Regions from separate parts of the Mus musculus genome. Here region 1 is linked to region 2. Evidence: chromatin contacts called from public promoter capture Hi-C data. All regions are on one chromosome and are shown on one strand. The core of a region is the stretch at or near the end of the contact, and the rest is flanking DNA. Distances in the headings are between cores, read along the strand shown.

Region 1 (7,407 bases), core at 1,050-3,549, 500 kb after region 2:
AGGGGAAACCCCAGAGTCCAAATGAAAGAAACCCTATTATCTGGTTTGAATAGTTCGCCCCCTGGGGTGAGAACACATTTCCTAAATACTAGTGTGTCAGGAAGAGTGCTAAAGTCGGGTCTCAGGATGGAGGTGGGGTGGGGCTGGGGTTGAGAGTCATCATCTACCTTTCTCATCCCTAGGCAGGGGATAAAATGAACCACATATTTTTTTACACAAACATCCTCTCTAGATCAAAGTAGAACAATAGATTTTTATTTAATTAAAATAGATTAAAAACAGACTGTGTAAAAGAATTAGAATTCTCAATAATTTACTATTATTTACATTAGCAAGTGCTGGTCGTTAGTAGACACAGTGAGGACATGAGCTTGCAGGACCCAGACCTTCTGTGGTCTAAGCTGTAAGCATCCCTTCCTTCCTTCCCATCCCTTCCTTTCTGATCCATCCTGGCACTTGTGCCATTGAGGTCAGCAGGGGAAGGACTTCGAGCACCCTAGGCAGTGGTGACCGCATCACCGCCTGGCAGAAGAGCTGACAGGTGCTGGCAGTGAGGAGGACGCTCTCTTCCCTGGAAGAAAACTTTATATCAGGTTCATATGCACAGGACCATGAATGCTTTCCCCTCGCCGAAGCTAGCAATCTTCTCCAGGCTTGATGTTGTGTAAACGCTCCTTCCGGCTCATCCCAAACCCAGATTCCAGGGAGCAGATGTAAAGAAAAAAAAAAGAGCCACACATCCTTCTTAGGGAGGTCCTGAATCACTTAATATCCCCCGTCCACGAGGTCCAGAACTTGGTAACTTAGCAAAAATCCTCTTGAAATACTTTGTGTGTGCCTTTGACACACAAGAGAAAAGTGGGGAGTCAGGGCCATGTGACCAAGAGGAATGTTCCCTAAGTCGGCAGTGAGACAAGAAGAAGCATGGCCTGGCATCCCAGAAGAGGCGGGCTGGAGGGGCTGAGAGCAGGAAGAAGGCCCCTCGGTGCTGCCTATGGTCATCGGGATCCCGTGTGCCTCTGCTTTCTAAATACCCAGGCCTGCTGAACCTCAGGACCCTAGGAGGTCCAGGCTGAGCAGTAGCTTTGGCCCTTGGAGGAGCACAGTAGACAGCATGAGGACATGCAGTCGAGGTTGGAGGCAGAGAAGGCCCGATGGAGAGGCTCAGTCCAAAATGTCCGTCTCAAACGGAACCAAATGGTAATAGGACAAGTTGGTGACATAAGCCTCTGGGTCGTCACCATCTTCCAGCTCTGAGGTGAACTCACCACCATTCTCAAACCTGAAAGAGACGACAGAGGTGAAGGCCACTGTATGGGACCCTAGCGAGAAGAAAGAGAGGACAAGAGGCAGCCAGGGCAGTGCCAAGATACTGAGGGCTCCAGGTTCTATGGAAGGGGACAAGGGACATTAAGGAGATAAGGTCCTTTCCAGGCTCGCAGCAGACACGTGGGAAGAACCATGAACACACAAACTAGTTTAAATGGGTGGTACCGCCCAGGCAGCGCTTTTGAGCTTTGCTGACTTGGCGATTACTTTCTGCATCTGTAAGGTAGTGGGGCCTTTATGCTTTCTTTATTCACAGTGATATTCTGGCTCCCGTTCTGTGTCAGCTCAAAGATTAACAGTGGACAGGCGGGTATAGGTGATGTGGTCCCAGGAGCTTGCAAGGAGCCAGGGAGGGACACTACAGGAGGCTCCCTATGGTCATGGAGGCAGGCTCTACCTCCCTATGGTCCTGGAGGCAGGCTCTACCTAGTGGCCAAGCCTAGTTTGACCCAGGATGACTTGGGCTCTGAAGGATGAAAGTTGTGGTTTCTTGGGGACCTCTGGCTGGCAGGGATAGCACGCTGGTGCACACTGAATGAGTGTTAAGGGAAGGAAAGCCCTTCGGCTTTGTGTGAGATGGAGCTGGCCAGAGACTGTCATGGTAGAGGAGTCAGATGGAGACCTTTTCACATCACCAGCTGCTACAGGGCCTAGGTCTGCTTGCCTCCACAACATACCCAGGGACCCCGTTCTGTCCCCAGGAACACCTAGCAACAAAGCCAGACCTCCCAACTGGCAGGCACTCTCCAGCACAGTCTAGCCAGAAGTTCCATTGCAGAGGAGGGTAGAATGCAGGCCACAATGAGTGGCCTTTGGCTGTCCAGCCATCAGTAGTCAAAGCTCCTGAGTCATCACAGACTAGGGTTCTAACTGGTCACCCATCAACTTGTGAGACAAACATATGTGTCCCAGTCCCGGTCCAGGAAGTCTAGAAGCATCTGGATTCTGGATCCTGGACCAGAGTACAGTGTTTTACACCTCAGAGCCAACACAAACTATCTCCTGGAGTTTTGCAACTTCTGAATGCCCCTCACATCTAGTGATTGGGTGACTCTTCCTCCCCTAGATCAATTAACCAAACTCTCGCCAGACGATGGCATGAACATTTAAAACACCCAAACTGGCAGGGCCTGCTGCTGTTCTCAACCTGTGGCTCACGACCCCTTTGGAGGTCAAATGATTCTTTCATAGGGGTCGCATATCAGATATCCTACATAATAGTAGCAAAATTGTAGTTATGAATTAGCAATGAAAATAATATTCTGGTTGGAGTCACGAGGAGCTGTATTAAACATGAAGAACTGTATTGAAGGGTTGCAGAACTGACAAGCTTGGGAACCACTGCTGTAGAGCATTGCACATACCACCAGCTTTCGACCCCTTGTAGGAAAACGCATTAGAGGACGTGCACTCACAAATGCTCTGTGGAATCCGCATCCAGGAGCTGGTCCTTCCCGTTGGGTATGCTGTGGTCAATGACTATGGTCTCTGTGTTTGCCAAACAAAATCCATTGGACCTCATGATTTCTGAAAACCAAAGCCATGAGGTAAGTACTCAGGAGAGGTCAGTGTTTGAGGTTAAAGTTTCAGGATTTATCATCGATCGACAGCTCTCAGCCTGGGTAAGCGATGTTTCCCTGTGCGGTGCACAGTTACCAATGCAAACTCATAACTGATCAGAGTGCTGAGGAGTAGTGACTGCTACAGGCTCAGGTCTACACAGGACATCTACAATCACCCCCTCTGAGGTTCAGGGGACATTGTGGAAGAAGGGGCAGAAAGAATGTAAGAGGTGGAGGGTGGGGAGGAGGACTGTGAATTGCCGTCTTCTGGACTTGACATAGCGGCTGTACCCAAGAGCTCACAGCAACACTGTCTTCTGCACAAGACTGGGCCCAGTGACAGTCTGTCGTGGACAGAAGATGGGCTTATAAGGTCCCACCTTTTCCTGGGGAGCTATGGGGGCCATGAAAGGGCAAGTAACATTTCTCGACAGTGTAGACACAGTCAAGTTGCCCTTGTTCAATAAATAACCTCCTACCCATGGTCACAATAGCAATTCTAAATATAGTGCATCATTAAAAAAATAAAATTAAAAGGCATGAGAATAGGAGGGTGAACTTGTAAAGAAAGGGTGTGTGTGTGTATGTGTATGAAATTATAAAATAAAATTTTAGAGCTGAAGTTTATATCAGTCTCCCCCTCCCCCATCACCCACTGTCTCCAGCTCTCTCTCCCGATACCCAGAGAATCCTTCTAGTGTTCAGACAGGAAGATGGAGATGCTGACACCAGTACCACAGGAGCAGTGTATCTCTCCCTGAAACAAGATCCTCTGGTATCTGAGCACCTCCACGTGTGCCCTGCCTGTGGGTTTACAGTGGAGGCTGGAGGGAAGTAGATGGAGGACTGGGCACAAGTCTGAGGCAGGCTCTATCCACCATTGTGACATGTGACATCACACCGTTTCCCTGCCCTTTCTGAGCTCTACCCTGTGGCTGAGACAGGGCTGACAGAATCTGCATCCTGGGTGGTGCTAAGAATTGCATTGGATGAGATCAGATTGTGTTTTAAATGAGTGGCTCACTGACTTTGTATCATGAAACTGTATATATATTTCTATTTTCCCCCAGTAAGCACCGATGTGGGTACTTTAGAAAAATCAACAAACAAAAGCAGCTTCCTTTGTCTACACTGGCGGTTAGTTTACAAGGGCTCTCCTGTGGCTGAAAGAGCTGACGGGGAGGATTGGTGGCTGGCACCAAGCTAGAAGCTTTCACTGCAGCCTTGTGGCCTTGGGACTCTTCTCTACGGGAAACCTTTAAGTTTGTTATTGGAGAATGTCACGGCAAGCAAGCATCCATTTAGTTAGACAGCCTCTTTGAATATCAAAACCCATGATGTCTAAATATCTAATGCAGACTGGGGCGGTGTTTCTAGAATCTCCACTTATTCTCCCTCTAGGCTTTATGTCATCTTTAGATCACTTATAATACCTGGTGCAATGTAAATGATATCTAAGTCATTGTTATAATGATGGAGGAGAAAGGGCTACACATGATCAGTAGACAGAGTCCTTTTCCTAGTATTTTGGCCTGGACTTAGTTGAATCCAGACTCTGGACCCACAGACATGGAGAGCTGACTGTTTAAGAACCTCGTGTGGCTTGGCTCTCTTCTTTTTTAACCTACTATAGCCTTGACAGTTCAGAAGGAACTGAATCTCCTTTCCCTCGAGAGATCATCAGGCTTGGTGCCATCTTGAATTCTCCCTCTCTGTGATCCTCACTCATCTCCAGTCCTTGGCTCTCAGGCAGCTGAGCTCCATGCTTAGGACCACCTCTGAAGTCCTCCTAAGCAAGGCTCTTGCCTACACTTAACACTTACCACACATTCTGGGTATGTTTAATCCGCAAGATTGCATCCTCACCTTAGGGACACATTTGACTTTAGCCTTTCCTCATCCGCAGGCCCACACAGTCAATAAGAGCATCTCTCCCCATCCTAAGGGTTACTGGACATCAGACGCCTTTGTCTCTAAAGAATCATCTTAGCCTTCTCCCCACTGGACCACAGTGTAATTATTCCTGAGTATATAAATTTGCTTTTTTGTGATGAAAATGATCACTTCCTGATTATTTTTCACCTTCCTAGGCATTTGGGGTTCCATTCTTAGAACTTCTGTTCTTAGGCAGAGAATTTTTAGGGAACTAGCCAGAAAGAAATAAAGAAAAATAGGTTTCTTCTTCACTCTCACTTTTTCATTAGTTTGCTAAGGACTTGCTGAAATGCATGTCTGGTTCCTGGGGAAGGGGCTAGCACGTGTCATGGGTCTTCTGGAGAAGGAGCTGGCATATGCCATGGCTCTCTTGCAGCATGTTTCCTCAGTCAGTCACACTCATGGGATATCAGCTCTGGCTCCCTCCCCTGCCTTCTTCCCTGCTCCTCCACCCAGTGGTGTGCAGCACCGGGGAGGGACTCAGCAAACCAATAAGAAAGGAGTCTGGGAACTCGGGTCAGCTACATTTCTGGGTACATAGAGCAAAGGAAAGATGCTCAGGAAGTGAGCTGTCAGACTGAAAATCACTGAACCCCACACAAGTTCCGATTCTCTCGCCTCCCCACTCAGAGGGTGTGGCAGCAGAGAACCACTTTCTTTATTGTTCTTATTAACTGTGACCCAAATCTGTCTGTCTGAGGAAGTACAGGCAGCCCCAGTACAGCCTTCACACTGCTAACTGACAGCCCAAGTCTTATCCTCCCAGCTACCATGGGAATCCGGGATCGGGAATGAATCCTGGGATGCAAGACACTTCTGTACAAACTCCTGAAGCTATCTGCATGCCTAATCTTTGCTAAATGTGAACTGCAGAGTCAAAGATGTGGAATCTTTACTGGACTTTCCAGAATAGATTTGGAACAAGTCACTCCTCAGATGTCTATGACAAAGAGTTCCTAAGGCCAGTATAGCCCTGAGGACACTAAAGTATATTGGTCTCCAATCTCTCAAAGTCCTAGATCCAGGCCACTGAGGGATATTGGTCAAAATGCTGGTATTTCACCAAAGATAGTCCCCAGAAGCTCTGGGTTCCTCCTGCATCCCTAGGTTACCCTCATCACGCTGAACCAGCAGTCTCCTGAGCACACAGATGGAGTCTATAAACCATCAGTGCATCCATTCCAAACCAGCTTGGAAACGGATGGCTCACCAAGAATCACGAACACAAAAGCAGGTACCACAGCAGGCTCAAAGCCTAGCCCGACACACACGGCTCTCCCTATGCCTGAGCTAGCTAACACTGGAGCAAAGATTCTGTGACAGTTTATATTTTCATTTCTTCCATTCACTTAAAAGCAATACCTTAAGAAGAGTCATCACTTAAAAACCTAAGAAGGGTTATCCAAAATTTACAACAAGGAAAGCCTGAGCTTATCGTGTGTCTACCTGCAGGGGCCATCAGTTTAAAACGACCACTTTGCTAATAGTCCTGCAGCACTGCCCTCCCCAGTCGCCATCTACACACTGATCAACAACCTCCTGAATGGGAAGTTACTCTTGGATCAGTCTCTACTGGAGGGTGGTGCAGTGACTTGAGGGTGAAATGTCCCCTGTAGGTTTGTGTGTTTGAACACTTAATCCCCAGCCAGTCGTGCTGCTTTGGAAGATTGGGGTACCTTTAGGAGGGGATCCTCACTGGGGTGAGTCACTTAGGGGTGGGTTTGTAGTTTCATAGCCTGGCCCAACTTCCTGTCTACTCTGCCTCTTGACTGCAGCTACAATGTGACCAGCTGTCTCACACCCCCACAACCATGCCTTCCTCTATACGATGGGCTGTATCCCTTCTAAACTGGAAGTCAAAATAAACCCTTTCTCCTTTAAGCTGTGTCTTTAGTGACAGTAATGAGGAGAGTAACCAACGGAAGTGACGTGGACAAAGAACTTGTACCTTCAAGCTCAGTAAGGCCTTGTTGATGTTCATATTATGGGACTGCAGACTGCTGTGCTGCTGGTAAGCCACGACATTAGCACGTATGCACACTGACCCCAAGTACAGCTGTTTCCAACCTTGTTCCTGCTACCTGTGCCTGGAGAACAGGTTAGTTCTGCTTGGTTGTCCTCTATACAGGGCTCAGCTGCATTAAACAGGAAGATTGTCTGAAGACTCTAACAAACACTTAAGTCTCAAATAATACTCATTATTACCATGACACTTGCTCATGATTTTCCACCTGTTGTCACACAAGAATAATAATTAAGAAACTGAAGAAAGTGTTATAATTAAAGAAATATTACAGTGCCTGCAGCCCATTTTCAAACAAACTTAAAATACGAATTCCTCACATGTCAGTTTAGAACCCACAGCAAAAAAAATCACTAGCTGGTTTAATTTTTTAGGCCACATCCCTAACTCTAGAAAACAGTTCATTTTCAGGTTAACCCCACACCCTGTGCAAGGATCAAACTCAAGGTCTCGCCTTGCTAGGCATGGTTCTGCCTCTGAGCCATTCTCTAGACCGCAAGATGCTTTCATGTTCCTATGTTCCTATTCTGTAATGCTTAATTTATAGTTAATTTTAGA
Region 2 (7,577 bases), core at 2,681-5,180:
AAGTCTATATCTGGATTGAGTACAAATCTCAGATCCCAGGTCTTCATGGTAAGAATGGAATAAACTGTGAAAATTCTTAATTTTTTTTCTATTTAAAGGAATACTCCCCCCAAAACTCAGAATTTACATTTCCAAGTAAACTGAAATAAAGGTTGGCACAACGTTTGTAAAACTGTGGATGCTGTGGCTGGGAGGAAACCTGAGAGTGCACATATTAAATATGTAACTCTGCACAGCAACATGCTGAATGCCCTGCTCCTTGAACACAGTGATGGGCTGGAGGGGTAGATCAGTGGTATAATGTTTGCTGAGCGTGTGTAAGAAGGCCCTGGGTTTGATTCCCAGCATCATAAAAATGATATAACTTGGTGACTACTATCAATGATCAACATTATTGATAATGCTATTCTTCAGGGAGGAAGGCTGGATCAAAGCACACAGAAGAGGAAACTAATTTTTCACTCTCCTTTAAATTCTGTGCTGTGTGCCTCTAAGTAACTGCTCAAATAAACCTTTAAGGAAATAAAGGTCTGGCAACATCTTCATAAAAACACACTCTCAATAAACAAGTCGTGTACCAAAGGACATCTTAAAATCCATTGTTTCTTCTCATTGTTGGATTGAGTAAGGCCATTTTTGGTTCAACTTATATTAATAGCATACCCAAAGAAGAAACAAACACCTGAGCTTTCAGTCTTTTCTAAAGGAAGAAAATTTTCTGTGTTCAGAAAGGTGGATTTAAGTTGATAACAAAGAGCTTGATAGGGAGAAAGGAAGAGAAAGAAAAGAGGACACCGTTAGGACACAAAGGTTTATGTGATTTTAGCCATTACAACAGGAGTTCAGAAAGATCTCAAGTGTTACATTGATGTTATCGGTATTACAAAAAGAGAAAAAAAGTGACAGGCAACAGTGAAGAGCACCAGAGACCCAGCACAAACCTAAGACCATTCTCCTTCCTTCAACTGCCAAGGTATTTTCACAGATTAAGCCCCCCCACCCCCTCCTTTCATCTCAGCTTTCCCTAACCTGCTTGGCCTGGGGAACTCAAGCCTCATCCTCGCCCTCTTCCTCCTCGAACTCGCCCTGCTCATCAGCCGTGGCATCCTGGTACTGCTGGTACTCAGACACCAGGTCATTCATGTTGCTCTCCGCCTCGGTGAACTCCATCTCGTCCATGCCCTCACCCGTGTACCAGTGCAGGAAAGCCTTGCGCCGGAACATAGCAGTGAACTGCTCCGAGATGCGCTTGAACAGCTCCTGGATGGCAGTGCTGTTGCCAATGAAGGTGGCTGACATCTTGAGGCCACGAGGAGGGATGTCACACACGGCCGTCTTGACGTTGTTGGGGATCCACTCCACGAAGTAGCTGCTGTTCTTGTTCTGCACGTTGAGCATCTGCTCATCCACCTCCTTCATGGACATGCGGCCACGGAAAATGGCGGCCACGGTCAGGTAGCGGCCATGGCGAGGGTCGCAGGCAGCCATCATGTTCTTGGAGTCGAACATCTGCTGGGTCAGCTCGGGCACCGTCAGGGCTCGGTACTGCTGGCTGCCCCGGCTGGTCAGAGGTGCAAAGCCTGGCATGAAGAAGTGCAGGCGTGGGAATGGCACCATGTTCACGGCCAGCTTGCGCAGGTCTGCGTTCAGCTGGCCTGGGAAGCGCAGGCAGGTGGTCACTCCACTCATGGTGGCTGACACCAGGTGGTTGAGATCGCCATAGGTGGGTGTGGTCAGCTTCAGGGTGCGGAAACAGATGTCATACAGAGCCTCATTATCGATGCAGTAGGTTTCATCTGTGTTCTCTACCAGCTGGTGCACTGAGAGGGTGGCATTATAGGGCTCCACCACAGTGTCAGAGACCTTGGGTGAGGGCATGACGCTGAAGGTGTTCATGATGCGGTCTGGGTACTCCTCTCTGATCTTGCTGATGAGCAGGGTCCCCATGCCTGAGCCAGTGCCTCCCCCCAGTGAGTGGGTCAGCTGGAAGCCCTGAAGACAGTCACAGCTTTCTGACTCCTTCCTCACCACGTCCAGGACAGAGTCCACCAGCTCGGCCCCCTCTGTGTAGTGGCCCTTTGCCCAGTTATTTCCTGCACCACTCTGGCCTGAAAGAGCAAAGGAGGATTAAGTCAGCCATGATTGGGAAAATTCCTTCTTTAAAAAAAAAAAAAAAAAGAATCACCTCTCAGATAAGGCTATTTCAAATTATTATCAAATGGCCAATAAATAATAAAGCAATAAACTATTTGGTTATCAATACAATTATAAATGAGTTAACAGAGCACACCTGCCTTTGAAAAAGCTAAGATGCAATTGCCTCAAAGCCTGATAAGGCTTAGGCGCCACTGCTATGTATGCTCCCTGTCTATCACACTCCTCCACCCTTTGTGCTAGTGATAATTAACACCTTGTGCTCTTCTGTCTTCAGCTATGCCACATACTCACCGAACACGAAGTTGTCCGGCCTGAAGATCTGCCCAAATGGTCCAGACCTGACTGAGTCCATTGTGCCTGGCTCCAGGTCCACCAGGATGGCCCTAGGCACATATTTATTACCTGCAGAAGAACAAGAGCTGGCTTAGCCCTCCAGGCAGTATCTTCTATAGAGTAGGGCTCGGTCCCACCTCCTTCCTGTTTGGTGGTACCCCCAAACAAAGAAAGGTCTATTATGACCAAGCTTTCAAAGGGTTTGGTTGGCACAGAAGAGGCTACCCCACCCCAAAAATGGTCATCCTAAAATAAGCCACCTTCTCCTGGGTTCAAATAAGAGCAGAGCTTAGGGATGCCAGAATTGAAGATGGGGTGTTAAAAGTAATTACCAGTTGCTTCATTGTAGTATACATTGATTCTTTCCAGTTGCAAATCACTGTCTCCATGGTAACTTCCAGTGGGGTCTATACCATGCTCATCACTGATGACCTCCCAAAACTGTGACATAAAAAGACTGTATTTAGCTATGCACAACCCTACCCCCAATCTCAATGAGCAGCCCCCCCATCACCCACAGTTTTGACAACAGGACGTTGCCGAAGCTTTAATGAGTGGCATGACCCAGGCACAGCCTTAGGGCTTGCATTGTAGAGGATCAGAAAGTTGAAACTGGGCGGTTTCCCATGAGAACAGCTGCTCTCAGCAGGAGGTAGGGTGTGTGTGTGTGTGTGTGTGTGTGTGTGTGTGTGTGTGTGTGTGTGTGTGTGTGTGTGAAAAAACAGCCCAAGCTGGGTTGGCAAGTCACAGCCACCACTGGCAGCTGGAGACAAACGCGCTGGGACTATAGGCAAGGAGAAAAGGGGGCCGGCGGGGAGAGTGAAGCGAGGAAGCTGTAGGGTGATGTTTTAAATTCAAAGCACGTTCAGTGACCGTCTGGCAATCGTTCTTCCTCCCCTCCCCCGCAGCTCGCCTGGTGATCAAGCGAGTAAAATCAATTCTCCTGTGTCGCGGCCCCTCCCTAAGACCGGCATGCACAGCCTAGCAGACACACCCACGTCTTCTTTAGGCACTCGTGGCTATTAGGGAGGAAAGAAAATGGGGCAGCTCAAATTCCGAATAGTTCCAGGAAAAATGAATGAGACCCCTTTGCTTTAAAGTCTCCTCTGAGACCACGCCCATCCGACTGCACAAAACCGCAAGTCAGGTCCGCCGTTGGTGAGTCCTGGTATTTACCTAGAGCCGCGCCTCATTTTGGACCCCACCTATCCCGAGGGGAGCTCCGTTAGGGTCCCTCCCTCACCCCCTAAGCAGTGAACCCACCTTGGCACCGATCTGGTTGCCGCACTGGCCCGCCTGAATGTGCACGATCTCTCGCATGGTGCCTGGTTAGCTTCTTGCTGTCTTGGGTCTGTGTCAGTGGGTCTGATGATCCTCCCCTTCCACACCCACTGCTGGGCCACCTGGAACTTACTCCGGAACCGACGGGCTACGGGCTGAGGGCGAGGGCCGGGTGGGTTCGGTCTTTTATGTAGGGAGGGTGGGGCGAACCAAAAAGACCGCGCCCCCCAGCCAAAGCCCCCAGTCCCGTTCTCGCTAGCGCTCTCCAGGCCGGGTTGACGTAATGCTCTGAGCCCCAGGGACGGTCTTGGGGGCTGGACTATGGGCTTGTGGCCAATCAGCGCGGGCGTGAAGACCTTGCGAGGAGTGGGGCTTCTTGGGAGAAGCTGGGGCCTGAGCATTGTCTCGGACTTGAGAAGGGCAAGCTGAGTGTGGGGAACTGGGAACTGGGAGCGTGAAGACTGCGGTAGTGTGGCGGGGCGGGGTGATTTAGTACCATAGGCTGGGGATGGAGAAGGGGCTGCTAATGGGTGGGTGCAGCAGGTGCAGTCCGGTGTTGCGAGTGAGCACTGGTAGGGAGCTTTAGGGTCATTTGCGTTACTTGAGCAATTCCTCTTCTTACTCTGAGCAGGCTTCGCCAAGCCAAAGCACTTGGCGAGAGTAGTGCCTCATTCTTCATCCCTGGAGGTCAATGTCTGTCCAGGCGCACACGCCCATTACATACAACTTTAGGAAAAGACTAGTGATCCTACGAAAGCGAGTGTAATTGGAAAAAAGAAAAATCCAAAAGATCATAACTTTGGACACTTTGGAGCATCTTAGACTTGCCTTTGTCTTTATTGACTATGCTTGTTCCTCTGCTATAGTAGCAGCATTTAGTGGTAGAAGGACCTCTGAGCCTAGCCCTGCCTCGCACACTCCAAGAATACTGTGCTCGCTGCCTGATACCAAAGACTCCTTTCACCCTGTGATTGGCTTTTGTTCCTCCTGAGTGATGGGGTGGGTGTGGCAGGCCGCAGTGTGTGAACTGTGTTGCCGGCAGAGTGAGGGTGGAGTCCTGGGGGCGGGTCTGTCAGGGAAACAAAGGAGTTCACAAAAGCGTGGGATGTATTCCACAACTGAGTGTTTAAAAGCCAGTCAGGCGCTGTCCTTCCAGTATTTAGTTCATCCGTTGTTAGAAAAGAAGGTTCTGAGAACCTTCGACGCCTAGAGCATTCTTACCTTCATTTGCAGTGACTAAGAGGTCCCAGCCTTGGTGCTGCGGATGGAGAGGAGGGGGACACGCCTAAAAACTGCAGCGCGGTGAGCTAGCCAGAGACCACCGCAGACTCAGGCGCACTCACATCAGCGCGTGCGCAGACGCGATGCATCAGCTCTCCCTTCAAACCCGCATTTTCTAGGTATTCGAGGAAGAAACTGATCCCTTTGTGAGCGTATGTGAAATAAACCTGTGTGCTCTGAGGGAGAGAAGAAGAAGGGTGTCAGAGTATGTTCCCTGCTATCCCAGGTTGAAGGTCACTGCTTCCCTACGCGGGGCTAGTGGTTTAGGAGGTGATGTGACCCCTTTTATTCTCTAAGGAGTGAGGCCCAAGTGACTCAGGGTCACACTATAGGGTAGAGCTCGCAGCTGTTGAGCGAGGGAGGACCTGCTAGAACCATCTGAAGCTGTCATCGCCTCTCCTTTCCGCAAGGGGTGTGGGGGCAGGGCGGGCTTTAAACTGAATTCTAATGTACCATGAGAAGCAGCCTAGAACAAAAGCCTTGCCGCCTGTGATTGCCAGGGTGTCCAGACTGGATCTCTATGGCCAGAGTTCGCCAGATACGGTTGCAGGTGTTCAGTTCAGGGTGGATTGAGAAGAGAGAGGCAAGAACAGTGAAGGTGTGCCCACGTGCCCAGTAACAGGGTTCCAAGGACACAGGCCCTGAATTTTGAATTTTCTCACCTGTCTTAATACAGATGTAGAAGCATGAAGAGAGAATACTTCCCAAGGTCACACAGCGAGTTAATGACAGGGCTCCGACTGTCTCAAGGGCGCCCAAGCTTTCAGGGTAGGTGGCTACATTCGGAGCCAAAAGGGCCATTGAAGGGTGACTGTTGCGGTGTTCGGTTGACCTGGAAGTAACACCGAGAAGGTGTCACCAGCACTGCGATTATAGATGCCGCTGTGCAGCGGTCCCCCCTGAGGAGCTGAGGAGCAATCCCAGCGCCCCGGGGGCTCAACTCTAAACCCGGTAATCTGAGCCTGCCTCTCTAACCTAATGGGTTCCTCGCTCAGCTTCTGTTTCAGAGCCAGATCTTTGCAAGGTAGCTGATGAAAAACTCTATGATTCTCTACATGAAAAGGCCTTCACTCTCGGATTTCTCTTAGCGGAAGAAGTTTGCAACAACGTGACTGGAAATCACCCTGAAACCTGAACGGCCCGGGATCCAGCCTGTTGGTCGGGATCAGCTTTCCTTTCATGCATTTTACCTCATTGTCCCCACAGGACTTGTCTCTGGGTTTACGGTGCTTCGCATTTTACATTTTTGCAAAGAGCTGCGGTGTGTGTGTGTGTGTGTGTGTGTGTGTGCGTGAGAGAGAGAGAGAGAGAGAGAGAGAGAGAGAGAGAGAGAGAGAGAGAGAAATATTGACAACAGCTTCGTCTTTCCCTAAAGGCTTTACAGTCATCTTCGAACTTAAAAGGAGTGGGGGCTTATTTCCTATAACTCAAAGGAAAAGCTCCTAGGAAGCAAAATCAGATCGGTGCCCAGCCTTTGTTTTTGCCTCCTAATATTAGATTCCTCTCCCTCTATGTCAACACCAGACCTGAAAAATTTAAGGCAATGTATTTCATGATCTTTACGTACCAATTAATTTTAACGATGCATTAATTTTCAAAAGACAGGTGCAGAAGCGTCTCTGTGCAAAATCAAAACAAGCATTTGTTTCATACAGGGAGGGACCTAAACAGCCACAATGATACGTGCTTTTACAAACGTCAGATTATTTTCAAGGGCAAATCCCCCAAGTGTGCATTTATTGTACACAAAGGGTCATTGTTTTAAGCAACTGAAGAGGTTGGATAAAATGAAGATTTTCTTCATAAATACGAGGTAAAATTAAAAAATGTTGTTTTCTTAATGAAAAATGTATTTTGATCCATTTTTTTTTAAATTACGGGACATTAGTTCAGGATTTTTGCCCATAGCTAGCCTATATTCACCACTTAAAGTGCAGTTCACCACCCCCACAGCTGAGATGTATGCGGTTTCCTAGGCAACACACATTTTGCCACTGAATGAACAGGAATTGAAAGGAAGACTGCAAAGGCTGCAGGTCCCTGGTTATTTCTTCCCCCACCCTGTCCGCCCTTCTCATTGCTAGAAATTTTAGGAATATTGGGAAGTTGTCATTCTAACATTTATGTAAAAGAGCCAAATGCCCAGAGAATTGGACCTAGAAAGGGATTGCAGCCACATATAGTAGCCGCGGGTGGGCACTGGGAAAGGGCTCCCGGGCTGTCTCCGGTCAGCCTGCCGGAGGTTCACCCTCTGATTCTCTCCTTTTTCCCCTTCCCTCTTAGAAACGAGTAGCTATTGTGCTGCACAGCACTGTCCAGAGCTCTAGAATGAAGGCGCTACTTGGGTGGGGGGCTCCGAGCCCCCTGACCTCCTGCTGCAGTGGGGTTCTGTAGGGATCAGCCACTTAGGCAACAAAAGACTGGGATCTGCAGAGAAAATTTCGCATCTTGAATGCAGCAAAAGCATGCGGGCGCCTGCACCTTGGTCTTTGTTTCTCATCGGGGCTGGGTGTTTTCCCATGGCC

Evidence for each region. Promoter capture Hi-C pulls out the DNA fragments that hold promoters and counts their contacts.
Region 1: a promoter capture Hi-C map of liver shows a contact between it and region 2, with 2.8 times the contacts expected there. The contact joins the enhancer-like site here to the promoter of Tubb2b in region 2. A contact is called at or near these places in 5 of 39 promoter capture datasets (the HPC-7 cell line, cranial neural crest, liver and 1 more) and 12 of 115 datasets of contacts at active chromatin or transcription factors (craniofacial prominence, differentiating embryonic stem cells, embryonic basal ganglia and 8 more).

The regions. Positions count from the first base shown.
Region 1 is chr13:34,627,607-34,635,013 of GRCm38.p6, forward strand. It overlaps Pxdc1 (PX domain containing 1), which reads right to left. Exons shown (of 5, transcript NM_025831.3): 4 at 2,745-2,856; 5 at 235-1,282. The coding sequence ends at 1,165. Among named protein-coding and RNA genes, the nearest start is that of Pxdc1, 21 kb to the right of the region's middle. Within about 2 kb of position 2,300, at least 6 of the 459 cell types and tissues checked have an H3K27ac peak or open chromatin away from gene starts, as enhancers often do. A contact at or near this core is called in liver, where this site is marked.
Region 2 is chr13:34,126,424-34,134,000 of GRCm38.p6, forward strand. Tubb2b (tubulin, beta 2B class IIB) reads right to left here and starts at 3,931. Exons shown (of 4, transcript NM_023716.2): 1 at 3,754-3,931; 2 at 2,823-2,931; 3 at 2,449-2,559; 4 at 585-2,108. The coding sequence starts at 3,810. The coding sequence ends at 1,048. It overlaps Gm36500 (a long non-coding RNA gene), which reads left to right and starts at 4,055. Exons shown (of 3, transcript XR_873221.3): 1 at 4,055-5,820.